Linked DNA regions of Macaca mulatta: region 1 is linked to region 2. Evidence: chromatin contacts called from public Hi-C data. All regions are on one chromosome and are shown on one strand. The core of a region is the stretch at or near the end of the contact, and the rest is flanking DNA. Distances in the headings are between cores, read along the strand shown.

Region 1 (2,981 bases), core at 268-2,767, 580 kb after region 2:
CATTGAGAATGTATTGTAAAGTGCTGTATCTATACGTGTAAGCTAGTAGCTTACGTCTGCAAAGAAATTTGTCACCAAAATGGCCTACTTTATCTGGATAGAAACAAAAAAATTAAACATAAAGGTATCTCGAGCAAACTGCACCCGAATGAAAAACCGACCCTGCAGAAATCTGTGCACAAGAGGGCTACGTGAAACTACAGCACGATTTTAAAAGAAGGTTTTGGGTGACTGTTTTCCTAAGTCTCAATCTAACTGACCAATCAGTGTGAGAGTTAAAGTGGGCTCCAGTCATTCTTGCAGCCTTCAGAGCTCTGCACCCTCCGAGCTGCTCTCCTCTCCAAGGCAGAGCCGGCGATCAATGAAAAACAGGGAACAAAAGGAATATAACAGGATGTCTTCCTTAGCTAAGGAAAACGATTCCCTTTTTCCTCAATGAGCCAGTCGCACCCTGCCTACGACAGCTCCACACGGGAGCTTCCAGCAGACCAGTCCTTTCGGGTGAGGCACATTTTACATTTGCAATCATGTGTCCCAACTGCTAGCAAATGTGTCACCTTAAGCACAGCCTGTGACAGAGGGCTCCCCGAGCCCAACCAATTGAAACTAATAAATTAAATAAATTTGTAATCCCACAATTAAAAGCTCCTGAGAAAGATTGCATTTCCCTTCCCCAAATGTCATCCCGGGAGTATAAACAAAGCATGAAAAATAGTCTCTTCAGCCTTCCCAGCCGGCAATCATGGTTTTCCCCTCAAAACAATGTTTCTCCAAAAAGAGAAATCTTATTACCCTCAGTGGAAACTCATCTATAGATGTCATATCAGGATAACCCGTTACAGTATTGAAAAGAGGCTGAAACTGCCCATAGATTTGACACTGTTTATAATTGATAGCAAAACAGTTGCGACAGCAATGCTGTAAACTCTGCCCAGCCAAACAAACTCCACATTTAACACGTTCCTTCCTTGAAAATAAAAGTAACGCCCGGGGAGCCCACAGAAGTGGGCTTCCCTAAAAGTAATTAACAGAATTGCATCAATTATTTGATTATTTTTATAAATATCTATTTGTCTGCAATTTTTTTTTAATTTAAAAAGCGACTATCCACACATTCCTAAGAAACTTTTTTTTTTTTTTAATGAACTTACTTTTGAGACAAAACTAATGAAAATAAGCAACTTGCCATGGCTGGATCTTTCCCATTTGGGCTGCAAGCTATAAATCAATCTGAAACCAGGTGGAAATAGGGGGGCGGACACCTACAAAAAAAAATCAAAGGGTGCCCCAAAATGCAGCAGCCTGAACACGGAGGGCTTCTCGTGGCAATGCTAAACCCGAGCAGATTAGGAGGCAGGAAATGAGCCCCATTTTCGTTACCTTCGATCGCCTGCCCCCCCGCTGCTTCTCGCGGCCGCATTGGGGGGCTGCGGCGACGCTGGACTCGCGGGTGGCCCCGCCGCCGGGTCGCGCCGTCTCCCGGCCGAGCTGCAGCAGATCGCGGCCGGAACCCCGGCTCCTGCGCCCGGCGCCCGCCCGGGGTCGGCGGCGCGGCTCCCACCCGGGCCTGGAGCCCTGCTGGGTCCTAGTGCGCGCCGCGCGCCCGCCTCGCGGCCCGGTCTGCAGCCCGCACCGAGGGCAGGCAGCTCCCAGCGCCGCGAGTCCCCGGGCGAGGCCGCCACCCCCTCGGCCCCTTGCGAAAGCGGCCGCGGGGTGTGCGGATGAACTGGAGCTTAATTTCAAATCCTGGCACAAGATGTTCAAAAGAAAGACATTGGCTCCAACTGAACTCTTAGAAGGCAGATGCTAGGATCTGCAGCCCCAGGATAAGCGTAGGGCAGTACCTAGCAGACAGAGGTTTGCCCGGTGCACTGGTGATATTGGCGGTTCACAGACGGTGAGACGCGGTACGGGATCGATAAAGATAGATTTCAAAAATATAACGCTAAAAAGAAAAAAGGTTGAAAATGCGTGTGGTTAAAACAATGTTTTAAACTGTTTTTCCCAATATTTTCCCCCTGTTGACAGACCCTTTTGCATTTCGCTTTCTTTTACTTTATAATATGCTCTTTTAAATAACAAAGCCCCATATGGCTAAACATGTAGTCATTTGATTTTCAAAAGACCTCAAAAATTGCATCAAAATATGCACTCATGTATCTCCTAAGAAATCAACGAGAAAGAATTAATGGTGGCATATGGCGTGCCTCATAGAGAAAACTTAATTACAAATTAAAACAAATGCAAAAATTCACAAATTCAGTAAACTGAAAGTAAATTATGATCCTAGATGTATACACAAATCAGCTCGTGTACAATTAGGAAGACTGTAAATTCCAGGTTTCTCTTTCACAAAGGGGAAAGGGTGTTTGTTACATGAACTCATATCAGATTCCTCTCGTTTGCCCCTAAAAGAGCTTTCAGCAACCTCTTGGCACATTCATTTACTGCAGCCCACCTGGAAAGCAACTTTTAATCTTGCAAGTGCTCATTTAAGAGGACAATTCTATTAGCCCTTAATTCAAAATAAAAGTGCTTTAGTTTGAAAAGCCTGCTTGAAAGGCTTCAAGACTGGGAGCTTTTTTTCAGTCTTTGGTATCACCAAGTTTGAAGGTCACAATTCTGCAAAACTGCTAATAACAATGGCACTGTGGTTTACACCATAAGGAAAATCAAATATGTGCTTTCTGATTTCTATTTTTGAAGCAGAAAAAGTCCCTTTGAAAAGTACTCTTGCCCTCCCCCTTTCCAATTTTAGCTAAACAAGTGTAATGGAAGATTTTTAGTATTAATTAAACATCAAAGGCACTTTCTCTGATGCCTTGTATCCACGCAAAAAAAAACTGGTTGTCATATGTTACACTTGTCAATCTTAAATTACTTGCACATACATCTCATGAGATCTTTACCACATCTCTGTGAGAAAGCAGATACAATAATCTGCAATTTTCAAATGAGAAATTGGAGGTCCCAAAAGGTAA
Region 2 (2,842 bases), core at 270-2,769:
GGTTGATATGGAATGTGAAACTTATTTGCTATCCCTATTCTTGACTGTTTAATCAAGATAATCAACTTGGGAAGATTTTTTTTTTTTTTTTTTTTTTTTTTTGAGACAGAGTCTCATCTCATGCTATCACCTAAGCTGGAGTACAGTGGCATGATCTCGGCTCACTGCAACCTCTGCCTCCTGGGTTCAAGTGATTCTCCTGCCTCAGCCTCCTGAGTAGCTGGGATTACAGGTGTGCGCCACCACACCCAGCTAATTTTTGTATTTCTAGTAGATACGGGGTTTCTCCATGTTGGTCAGGCTGGTCTTGAACTCCTGACCTCAGGTGATCTGCCCGCCTCCGCCTCCCAAAGTGCTGGGATTACAGGCATGAGCCGCCGCACCCAGCCACTTGGGAAGATTTTTTAAGTGACCATTTGGTCAAGCACCCAAGCTTTTAGGTAGGCAGACCTCCTAGTTATCCTAGGCAGGTGGCGGCAAATTCTTGTAAAGGTTTCCACGGCTCTCAATACCCCCATGAGACTCCAGCACCCATCCTGCCCTGGCTTATCCTGACAAAAGATTTTTTTCCCCCACATTTACCCGAACTCTGTCTTCCTTGCTTTTCGGAGAAAAGGAAGAAGGAAAGAGAAAGAACTGCAGAATTACCAGGATACAAGGAACTTGCTGTTCAGACCTTCTTAACCTTCCAGTTTGTCTGTTGCTTGCGAATCACTGCCCTAGGGTGTCTCCATACTCAACAGAAGGGTGAAGACATTTTAGCAACAGTAGCAAAGCAAATGATCTCGGACTTACAGTTTCCTGGTTTCCGATGATTAAGCTTCTGCACATATCAACCTCAAGACAGGGTCATTCTATAGCTTCTCAATGAGGTTAAGGTATTTTGACTACTTGTTCTTCACTTTCCCTCAGTAATAGTGGCACCAAGATCCTGTTGCTCCCCAGCAACCAGGCAGGAGAGATTTGAGTCAGAGGAAAGCACGAGAAAGAAGTCAAGAACAGCAATTTCTTAAGTCATAAACAGAATCAGGATTGTAAGTGTGACTTTCTGTTACCTGCCCCAGACCTCATGGAATTAAACTTTCCTGCCCTGATCCCTTGGATCCGTTTCTCCAACCCCATTCGCCTGGCCCAGCCTCCCCGAGACACAAATTCGAACGGCGTTGACCCCTGGGCACACTAGGGGGCGCCAGCAGGCTTGTTTTCCAGGATGGCCTTAAAATTCGCTCCAGCGAGGAGAGGACCACGACGGCCAGGCCACGCTTGCTCTGAAAAGCGCCGAGCGTGGAAGGGTGTCTTGGAATGGGGTCTAAAAGGGAGAACGACATCCTTATGACTTGCTTTAAGCTGCTTTCTGGTTGTATTTTCAGAGTTGGGGATGCGGAGAGGTTGCGTCAAGGTGCCGGCCTGCTCCTGGCCGGGGCTGGCAGCCTTTCGCCGCCGCGGGTGAGTCAACACCTGGGAAATGCATCCAAGGGCGGCCCTTTCAAGCTGCCTGGGACTTTCTGCCATCACACTGAGGCCACTGTTTGACCCAGTCCCGGGCCAGGGAGGCAGGAGCCGATCACGTCCCAGGGCAGTGCTTCTCCCTGGCGCTGAGTCCGTGGAAAGAGGCTGGGAAGGTTCTTTCCACACTTGAGGGCTGGCGTTGGGAAAATAGGGTAGTGCTCTCCGCCCCAGTGAACAGCAAGAGCTCACTTGCCCCAGCAGACTTCTGCTCCACTGGCCTACTTTCAGCGTGGAGTGGAAGGAAGCCAGCTCCAGCAGGGCAGAGGCTTCCTCTCCACCCCTCTCTTCCACAACCTTCAACAGGAGCCTTGTTCTCCCGGGCCAGGGAACTGCGGATGGTGACCATCGTTTCCCAGCCCAGCAAGGGGAAATGAGTGGAGGAAATCAGCACAGGGTTTTTATTGCCAAATATTTCTTTCCCTGGGAGGACAACGCATTCAAACCGCTGAGTGGAGATTGGAGTTAGTCCAGCCATAAACCATCTTAATGAACACTAATAGAGAACGGCAATTATTGTTGACTTCAAAATGCAAACAAGAACTTTAGACAGTGATCCCTATCAGCCGGTGAGTCCGGGCACAGATACCGGGCGCTGTTTTTGCCGTTGCTTAGCAATGGAAAATGAACTGTTCCTGTCTCTTATCACTGGAGGTGGAGGTAGGACAATGAGCTTTATTGGACTGAATAGGTATGAAATTAGTTTATTCTTTTTCACTTGGAGAAGGCAATTGGCAGCCAAGAGAGTCACTCGGAAACGGGGTATTTTAGAGGCTGAGGGTGACTTTCCTTTCTCGTTACTTCGGTAAATCCTAACCACCCTGTTTTCCTCTACAGATAAAGTTTGAACTTTTGCCGGAAATATCCCTCCAAAGCTATCATCAATCAGACACAATATCTGCAAATACAAACTCACAGGCCAGGGTGGGAATTAGGGTGAGGAGAATGAAGTCTTGGGTGCAAAATTTAAGGGAACGCCAAAAAGCTTAATAGCCAGGATAAATAATAGTTTAATGCAATATTTTTTAATGGTAAAAAAAAATCAGATTTTAAATAAAGAGAAGCTCAATATCACTGATTTTTATTTTTCCTTTGGCTTCAGGCTTTAATATGGCACAGTGCGTCAGTGCCACAGACTTTTTACTGCACCAAACACATTTGCAACACGGAAAGTTTTGGGAGCTGCTTTTTCCTCAGCAGTGTTGATGCTATGGAGCACAGAGCCCTGTAGCTGGGCAGAAGGGAGGGTCTCTTTCTGTAGTTCTTTAGCAGGCTTCTTCCAGGATAGTAGGGAGGCAAATGGCCTTGGGGAGGAACCTAACTATGCTTCCAGGAC

Evidence for each region. A called contact is a pair of places that touch in the nucleus more often than the background predicts.
Region 1: a Hi-C map of liver shows a contact between it and region 2, with 5 times the contacts expected there. The contact joins the promoter of FOXN3 here to the enhancer-like site in region 2. A contact is called at or near these places in 3 of 14 Hi-C or Micro-C datasets (fetal cortex germinal zone, fetal cortical plate and liver).

Annotation. Positions count from the first base shown.
Region 1 is chr7:162,870,149-162,873,129 of T2T-MMU8v2.0, forward strand. FOXN3 (forkhead box N3) reads right to left here and starts at 1,518. Exons shown (of 8, transcript XM_077941602.1): 1 at 1,381-1,518.
Region 2 is chr7:162,293,977-162,296,818 of T2T-MMU8v2.0, forward strand. No RefSeq gene overlaps it. Among named protein-coding and RNA genes, the nearest start is that of TRNAA-AGC, 58 kb to the left of the region's middle. Within about 2 kb of position 1,520, at least 9 of the 40 cell types and tissues checked have an H3K27ac peak or open chromatin away from gene starts, as enhancers often do. A contact at or near this core is called in liver, where this site is marked.